Linked DNA regions of Mus musculus: all the other regions are linked to region 1. Evidence: chromatin contacts called from public promoter capture Hi-C data. All regions are on one chromosome and are shown on one strand. Each heading gives the region's core, a stretch centred on a gene start, on an enhancer-like site or on the middle of the called end of the contact. The rest is flanking DNA. Distances are from core to core; before and after follow the strand shown.

Region 1 (3,055 bases), core at 191-2,690:
ATTTGTTTGTTTGTTTAGATAGGGTTTCTCTGTGTAGCCCTGGCTGTACTGGAGCTGGACCTATAGACCAGACTGACCTCAAACTCAGAGATCTGCCTGCCTCTGGCTCCCAAGTGGGAGGATTAAAGGTGTGCGCCACCACCCAGTTTCTGAGTAAATATAAGTAAAAAGAAAAAAAAAACATGATTTTTTTTTTAAACTCCATTGGTTCTTGATGCTAATTTCTCACAAGAACTTACCATGTTTTTAGGTGTATGTAAGACATACACGACAAGAAAAATATCGAGCTTATTTATTCTTAATTATGACAAAAAGGGAAACAGATATAACAGGATTACAGTAAAAGACACCTATCTGCTGCATGTACTCCTGCATCATCTCAAGGAAGCTTTTCGTTTTAGGTAAAAGGTGCTACTTACATGTCGTTCTGGAGCAAGTACAAAGCTAGAAGCTGACCGTACACTGGCGGTGTGGCAATTCCTCCAGGAGCCTAGAGAGCGAAAAAAGAGGGGAAAGCCTCACTTCCTAATACACTTTCAGAAAAGAGAAAATGAAAACTTAAAAAGTAAGTTTTCCAGCACTACTATAGATGCAGAAAAATGCTTAGGGAAGTATCAAAGGTTAAAACCTGAGTTTAGATCTGTTGTGAGCTGTCATTTATCTGCAGTTGGATATCAGTTTCTTTCCATAGTCACAAATATGTAAGTGACATTACCTCGGAAGGTCAGGTCTCAAATTAAAAAAAAGGGGGGGGGGACTACTTCCAACAGGTTCTTAATGCACTATTTTTCTGGCCGTTATCTTAAAAGCTTAAGTAAGCTTAAGACAGAAGACTACCAAAAGGTAGTTATAGAGGCCTGTCTCTCTTCAATCTTTATTCATTCAGCAAGGTCTGCTAAAGGCTCATCCGCAAGCTGCTGCTGTCTCCTTTAGTCCGTGAGCCCCCGCCCTCCCTTTTTTTTTTCCTTTTTCTTTCTTTTTTATTTTTATTTTTTATTTTTGGGGTTTTCATAGTTCAAGCTGGCTTCGAATTCACCGGCAATCCTCTCGCCTCCGCCTGACGTGTGCCCACCGGAGTCCTGTGCCACTGCGCCCAGCCTATTTAGCGAACTTAACTTAACGTTACAAATGGAAGCAGCATCTCTTGATGAACCCGGAGTGTGCGCCCCGCAGGCCGCGGCCCGGCCCGTTACCCTGGAAACGGCGCCCACCCGACCGCCCCACCCTGCGGCGCTACCTCGAGTTCCTGGTTCTCGCACTGATCCAACAGCTTTCTGAAACTGAAGGCGTTGTCCGCCATCACCGCCACTGGCATCTTCCCGGCCGCTCTCGCCGCCACCACCTCTGCCAGACCAAAGCACAAGCTGGCCCTCGGGGCGTCGCGCCCGCGATGAGGTAAAGGAGCTGCCTCTCAGTACGCATGGGCGAGCGTGTCGTCACTTCCCGAGCGACGCCGTAGCGGAATACAAGGGCGGCGAGCGCTCTGCCCCAACGTCTCGGTGCTCTGGAGGACCCGCCCCAGGCTAGGACGAACCGGCTTTCTGAGTCAGAGCCCTGCGATCCGGAAGGGTTCGGCTGCGGCTCGGATTATCCGCACGGGGAAATGATAACGGGACTACATTTTTCCACAACCAAAGTTGCCGTGGGAGAACAGTAAAACCGTTGGACCTCCACGTGTTTCGAGAGCGCTGAACTGTACTTCTTCTAAGCTAAAGTGTTACATACAAGTCCAAGAAACTCCAAACCTGAAACTCTTCTTGGTTTGGGTTATGCACACACCCCTCTTCTAACAATTCACTTAGCAGCCTGACTCTCACCTACACCTACTATGCGCACGCGCACGCGCACACACACACACACACACACACACACACACACACACACCTTTTTCTGAAAAAAAAAAAAAAAAAATCACCTAGCAATTGTCAGCAAACCAGGACCCCTGTTCACAACCTGCATGGAACTGCATGCAGACAAACCCTCTCCAAGTAATGGGATAAGTTTCTTCGCTCTCTGCGGACCATCGAACAGATTCTATTCAGTAATAATCCAGTTAGGTGCATTATGAGGCCAGGAGGTCTGATCTAGCCTGAATTGGTTTTAGGTGCCTGCCCAGGAGGGTGAACCATGTCTTCTAAGTGAATTTGCTGAGAGAAACTCCTATTTACTGTCTTCTGCCTGTGCGTGCTTGTGAACGCTTTTGATTAAAATCAAATACATTTTAATAATAAAATTATTTAATAAAATTCAATAATTTTACATATTGAGACATGCACAATAGAAAAGGGAGGTAACATAACTAAATTGTTTTTTCTGTTTTTGTTTTGTTTTTGGTGTGTGTGTGTGTGTGTGTGTGTGTTTTGGTTTTTCGAGACAGGGTTTCTCTGTATGGCCCTGGCTGTCCTGGAACTCACCCTGTAGACCAGGCTGGCCTCTGCCTCCCAAGTGCTTGGATTAAAGGCTTGTGCCACCACTGTCCGGCAAAATTTTTCAATCAAAACAGAATGCAGTGCTCCTTAGCAATAAGACTCCTCTCAAAGCTCATAAAAACCCCAAACAGTAATTGGGGCTCTAGAGTATGCTGGCTCATGTGGCCAGCGGTCACTCTTGACAGCATATTTCTTTCTGATCTGTAGTATGGCTTTGCTTTTGCATAAAGTTTCCTTGCTACTTTGCAAACCTGGGTGCCTGAATTTCAGTTCTGGGCATGAGAGGTAAAAACACCCAGCCAGACCCTAGTCAGTGCTCAGACACAGCAAGCAATGGTCCGGACACCACACCTGCCCCCTGCTGTCTTCTCTGGCAGAACTGGAGACTGGAACACAGGCCTCGTGCATAGTTTTAGCACTGAGCTGTGCCCCCGGGTCTCCTTTTACTTACTGGTAGACAAGGTCTTACTAAGTAGCCCAGGCTGGCCTTGAACTTTTGGAAAAGCTCCAAACCTAACTCTCACTTCTCTCTCTGCCTGCCTCAGGCTCAGCAGACCAGCACAGTGTTATCACCTGTGTACCTGTGTACATCTCATGTGCGCGTGCACACATACACACATACACAG
Region 2 (3,055 bases), core at 319-2,818, 3.2 Mb before region 1:
CGTGAAGAAGCCACGCACCCCTCGATGCCTGCAAAAATACATTTTACATTCCTACGGCAACTCTGTTACAGTTAATGAAACAATATAACTAAAATCCAGGGTTTACCAGAGTCCACTCTTGGTGGGCTCTAATATTTCTGAGAAGTATTAAGTATCCCCCTTATAGCATCCTGAAGAATATTTTTCACTGCCTTTAATTCTTTTGGTCTATTACAATAGCGCGCGCACACACACACACGCATACTTGTAACCAATAAACGTTTTAGAGTCTCTGTAGTATTGCTTTGCTAACATGCCATGTAGTTGCATTTTACAGTACACAGTCTTTTCAGACTGGCTGCATTTATCATTATACAGTTCAGGTTCCTCCATGTCCTAGTAAGTAACTGATAATTCACTTTTTACTTCAAAATTATTTCACTGTGTAATTACCAGTTTATCAGTTTGCGTGTTGGAGGACATCTTAGCTGCTTCCATATTTAGGCAAATGTGGCTAGAGCTGATACAATCATTTGTGTGCAGACATAGTTTCCAACCCATTTGGGTAAATATTGACTTCATGTTAAAAGTAGAGTGCTTTCTTGAGAAACAGCCAAGCTATCTTCCACACCGTTTTTGCCTTCTCCTCTGCACTGACAGTCTCCTTCGCTCCACGTCCTCACCAGCATGATGAAGGGTTAGAATTGTAGATTTGGGCTATTCTCGAAGAGGTGAAATTATCTTAATTCATGATTCCTAACAATATGTTTGTGTTGCACATTTTTACATATGTGTCTGGCATCTGTGTCACTTCTTTGGGTGTTAGTTCAAATGTTTGCATAAACCTTGATCTACCTCCCAAATGTTGGGTTTATAGGCTATGTCACTCACTATATCCAATTTATTCTGTGCTGGGTATGGAATCTTTGTTCATTAGGCAAAACATAACCCAGCCCAGCCTTTGACTGCGGATCCTTTTTTCTCTTCCTCTAGAGTACTGTTGTTTGGGTTTTTGAGCCTGGGTCTCACAATGTATCCCTGGCTGGCCTGAAACTATGTAAGTGGCCTCAGACTCACAGAGATTTGCCCGCCTCCTGCTCATGTATTTTCCCTGACTTTATTTTGTCTGTAAAAACACTGCTAGGGGGAAAGGAATTTAAAAGGGGGGGGGGTGGTTTCAATTCTGCCCACGCTGCAAATAAACCCATTTCCTTCCACCAACTTACACTAAAACGACAAGGAAAATTCCTGAGCGGTTCGAAAATGCTGCAGAAAGTACATCTTGGGGGTCGATGTTCCTATCCTTAACTCCTTTCAGAGCCTGATCATCACATGGCTCCTGTACGCGCGCAGGTGTGTGTGTGATAAGAAACTTTTAGAACCCTTCAGTAGCGCGCTTAGGGGCATAAAAATTTGATTCCGTTACAGGTCTCGAACTTCCACGTGACCAGAGCCTGCGCAACCACAGTCCTTAAGATTGGTGCTCTTCGGGAGCGGCGAACGGAAGTTCCGCGAGTTGGCGCTCGCTAAACTGCAGACTCCCGGGCCTAGATTACGTCACGTCCGGAAGCTGTTCCCCGCAGGCCACAGAATTCGTTTTCCAACCGGAAGAGGGCAGGGCTTCCGTGCACGCCGGGCTTCTGCTGCATCTAACATTGGCGGGAACCTGGCAAGTTGACCGGTGCTGTGCGGGCGATGGCGTCGCGTCGGGGAGCGCTCATCGTGCTGGAGGGTGTGGACCGTGCTGGCAAGACCACGCAGGGCCTCAAGCTGGTGACCGCGCTGTGCGCCTCGGGCCACAGAGCGGAGCTGCTGCGTTTCCCCGGTGCGCGGGTGGGCCTGGAGAATTCCCTCACTCTCTCTTTGGGTTGTAGTCTTAGTATCTTTAAAAGCTTTTAGAACATCTATTTATTTATTATTGTGCATGCGTGTGCTGGCTAGTCTATGTCAGTTTGACTCAAGCTACCTCAATTGAGAAAACTGGCCCCACCAGATTGGCCAGCAGACAAGCCTGGAAGACATTTTCTTCATTGGTCATTGATTTGGGAGGGCCCGGCTGGTGGAGATGGCTTAGTTAATAAAATACAGGCTGAAATGAGAGCCTGGGTTTAGTTTCCCAGGTTAAAAAAAAAAAAAACCTAGTACGGTTGCTTATCCAACCGCTGGAGAGGTGAGACGGACTCGTTCCTGGGACTTGTGAGCCAGCCAGTTCAGCCAAAACTGAGCTTCAGGTAGAAGCTCCTCTCTGAAAACACAAGGTGGAAAAGTACTGAAAAGGGAACATAAGGTTGACTTTTGGCCTTGCGCCCTGTACACTGGACACCAACCCCTGATCCTACAAATTAAGTAGGTTGGGAATTGGAACAACCACTTTGCAGGATATTTTAATTTTCAAACCAACCAGTCAAAAGTCTTACAAGTACTTTTGAAATCAAGACTTGCACGTACATTACTTCCTTTTCTCGGGGAGACTTCTTTGGCTTCAGAGATGGTCCAAAGCTGTCTGGAGGTTGAAAGTTAGGTGTAGGTGCAAGGAGAGAACTTAAGTGCAAACCCCTGTAGACTTCAGGTGAAGAGTCTGACTTCAGTCGAGTGTATCTTTGTCTTTCTAGAAAGATCAACGGAAATCGGCAAGCTTCTGAATTCCTACTTGGAAAAGAAAACGGAACTAGAGGATCACTCCGTGCACCTGCTCTTCTCTGCAAACCGCTGGGAACAAGTGTAAAGACCTGCGTCGTTGCTCCCCGGTTGTAACATGCACACTTTTGTGTGTGGCAAGGGTGCGAGCACCTGTGTGTGGCATGTGTGCAAACACCCGCACGTCGAGACCAGAGGCCAGCTTGGGAGGTTTCCTCTACCCTACCATTCGACGCCGTATTTGAGATAAAAAAATCGACGTATTTGAGATAAAAAATCGTCGTATTTGAGATAAAAAATCGCCGTATTTGAGATAAAACATCGTCGTATTTGACCATCGTATTTAACCACATCCGGCTTGTTTTGTTTTATTAAAAGGTTTTTTTTTTGATTTGGTTTTTGGTTTTGTTTTTTTGATACTAGGTTTCCCTACATAACA
Region 3 (3,055 bases), core at 277-2,776, 3.0 Mb before region 1:
AGGCAGAGGCAGAGGCAGAGGCAGAGGCAGAGGCAGAGGCAGAGGCAGAGGCAGAGGCAGAGGCAGAGGCAGAGGCAGAGGCAGAGGCAGAGGCAGAGGCAGAGGCAGAGGCAGAGGCAGAGGCAGAGGCAGAGGCAGAACTGCTGTGAATTTGAGGCCAAAAAGGGCCACATAGAGAGTTTTAAGCCAGCCTAGGCTACAGAATGAGGTCCTGTCTTAAAAATCAAAAATAAAGGCCTACAGAGATTCCTCAATCATTAAGAATTCTTGTTGCTCTTCCAGAGGACCAGAATTTAGTTCTAGCACCCATGCCATTCAGCATATGACCCTCTGCAACTCCAGATCCAGGCCTTTTCAGATCTCAGTAGGTTCCTGTTCACATTTAACATACACATATATGTACATAAATAAGTCTTAATAGAGTTGGCCTTGCCTAATTTCAGACTTTTCTATAGGAGGGATAGGTAGGCTGAAGGCCATCCTACAGATGATCTTTTTCAGGGGCAATAAAAATATTTGCCCCTATTGTTGATGCCTTGGGGCGGGGGAGGGGAGGAAACCAAGGTGCTTCAGGATCCAGGGCAGGGCTGTTTGCTGGAAGTCTATTTTCTTCTGGGGAAAAACACAGCAAAGAAAACCTAATCAACATGTAGTAAAATTTGGCGGTTAAAGAATCTGATGCAAGGTCTTGCATGCAAGGTTTAAGGTTCCAGGATGGTGCCCAGGAAGAAAATCCACCAGAGAACAGAAACAACAAGCCTTTATGAGTTGGGGAGTAGGGACATTATGGTGGTTTGCACTGAGCCGTCATAGGAATGGACACAGTATGGAGCCAAATCTCCCTCCCGTGGAACACTAGGAGACTGCATAGAAGTGGACATTGCTGACTAGTCACTCATACTGAATTCACAGGATGAAAGGCATCTTCCAACCTTTGGAAATCCCCGCTGGACCACACAACTCTTCCCAGCGCCAGGTCATGTCCTGGGGACCTACGATTAAACCTTTTCAGATAGGGAAACTGAGGCAGGAGAGAAGCACTTGTCCAACAATGGGCGACTTTTCTAAGGGCGCGCGTGGGCGTACTCCTTGTGTGTGTGTGTTGCTAAGCGCAGACAAGAAGGTCACACTGCGGTTAAAGCTGGAGCACCAGGATATGAGGGTAATGTGGGTTCGCACTCCAGGCACACAGTATGGGTCTCAGAAGCTTGGCAAACAGAACTGGGAAAATGAGAGGAGGGCTGAAAAAAAAAGAGAAAAAAAAGCCTAGAAAACGTCAAGGCAACTGCGCACGCGCTGCACCCGTCACCGCGCGGCCTGACAGGAGGGGCAGCCCAGCTCGGGCATATCTCAAGGTTCGGATCCAATCTGTGGCGCATTTGTGCCTCTCCACTGACCGCCCACCGCAAGTTCTCCTGGGACTTGTAGTCTGTCGCCATCAGGGCCCCGGAGCACTTGCGTAACACCTCATCCTACCGCGCAGCCTGCTGGGACTTGTAGTCTCAATTTTGCGTGCCCGGGGTACGGGGCGGGCTGCGGGACTCCTAGTCCCACAGAGCTTCGCGCTCGCCACGACGCCCTGCTCAGAGCCGCTGCCTCCACCTCACGGGCTGGGAGGCCTGGGCGTTCCGGGAGACCGAATTGCGGTGTGAGCCGCCGTGGGGACTGCGAAGCGGGCCCGGAGTCCGAGATGGAGCCGCCCGGAGGTGGGCGCTGCCAGCGGGCCTCGCCTGAATGTTGGGGAGGCCGGGCACGCCCTGAGGGCGGGTCGGGGGCCCTGGGCGCGGGACCGGAGGTCGCGGGTGGAGGGACGCCACGGAACGGGTCCCCCTGGCCACTGTTGACCGAGCGGCCTGCGGTTTCTCGCAGGTGCTTGAGGCGAGCGGGCGGAGCGGCTGCGACGGACTGGTCACGTCAGCGGGGACATGGCTCACCTCCGGGGCTTCGCGCACCAGGTGAGTGTGGGCGTCGGCGTGCCCCGAGTCCGTGGTTCGCTGTGGAGCGGATTTGTCCACTTGAGGCGGGAGAGGGGCGGAGGCCGTCTGCCTCGGGGCGCGTCTTGGGGCCGTTGGAACTCTGGCCTGTGCCGAGCCAGCGCCTGCGGAAGACGTGAGCCCCAGGGAACGTCTGCGGGGCGAGCGCTTCTGCTCGGGAGCTGCTGGGGGCAGGTGCAGGAACCTGCCCTGGGCACAACCTGCTTGACCCAGGCTCGGAGCACCTTCCCAGAAGATGGACTCCACCTTCCTTGGCTAACGGGATGGAACCCCGACACGGGACCGCACAGGAGATGAGGGCTGCGTAGGGTCAGAGGGTTCGGTGGTTTGCTCTCTGGACCCCCTTTCTCGCCTTTATTTTATTTGTGGTGTTGTTATTTCAGAGCAATATGACAGACAGCTAGTGAAGTGGAATGAGCTGCCTTGGCGGCTGATTTTCCTCTGGCTTTAGCTGTGGGATTTGCGTTTTAAGGGCTTGGTTTAGATAGGCTTAGGCTTGACAGTTGCACAGTGAAGGAATCAGTTCCTGAGGACAGTGCAGCCGCTCACCCCACCCCACCCTGACCCCCCTTCTCCCTGCATCCTTGAGAACTGGTTGTGTAGACAGGAAGCATGTCCGTCCGCTGCTTGTGGGCAGGAATTGGAGGCAGGGCTCCTTGGAGGAAACCAAACCAGCCTGGAAGACTACTCACAGCTGTTGGGGAGGGCTTTTGGCCCAGCTGTCACAGATGGGATCCCGAGCTTGCTAACTGATGCTGAATTAAGCTAACACATTTTTAATACATTTTGACATTTCGCCTCTAATTATATAACATACTAAGAGAGAGAGAAAAAAAATCTGCCTCTAGTTTATTTTTAAGAGACTTAAGCTTAGCTTATGAAGGTCCCAGGATGACAAATTGGAGCTATGAATTGCGAAGGAGTACAGTAATGATGGCTAGGGGACCTTTCTCAAAGAGAAAACACCCTTTTTGTCTTTTTAGGGGCCTGTGTCCAGCCTAGACATACTTGGCTTCTGAAAGTGACACAAAACCTTTGTAGGGCTGCTTTCTCCCAAGATG

Evidence for each region. Promoter capture Hi-C pulls out the DNA fragments that hold promoters and counts their contacts.
Region 2: a contact with region 1 is called in a promoter capture Hi-C map of pre-B cells, with 4 times the contacts expected there. The contact joins the promoter of Dtymk here to the promoter of Cops8 in region 1. A contact is called at or near these places in 1 of 39 promoter capture datasets (pre-B cells) and 1 of 484 Hi-C or Micro-C datasets (CD4 T cells).
Region 3: a promoter capture Hi-C map of pre-B cells shows a contact between it and region 1. The contact joins the promoter of Stk25 here to the promoter of Cops8 in region 1. A contact is called at or near these places in 1 of 39 promoter capture datasets (pre-B cells) and 1 of 484 Hi-C or Micro-C datasets (CD4 T cells).

The regions. Positions count from the first base shown.
Region 1 is chr1:90,601,810-90,604,864 of GRCm38.p6, reverse strand. It overlaps Cops8 (COP9 signalosome subunit 8), which reads right to left and starts at 1,440. Exons shown (of 8, transcript NM_133805.3): 1 at 1,238-1,440; 2 at 420-490. The coding sequence starts at 1,315.
Region 2 is chr1:93,800,447-93,803,501 of GRCm38.p6, reverse strand. It overlaps Dtymk (deoxythymidylate kinase), which reads left to right and starts at 1,568. Exons shown (of 5, transcript NM_001105667.1): 1 at 1,568-1,804; 2 at 2,592-2,700. The coding sequence starts at 1,675.
Region 3 is chr1:93,634,198-93,637,252 of GRCm38.p6, reverse strand. It overlaps Stk25 (serine/threonine kinase 25 (yeast)), which reads left to right and starts at 1,526. Exons shown (of 12, transcript NM_021537.3): 1 at 1,526-1,706; 2 at 1,870-1,955. The coding sequence starts at 1,926.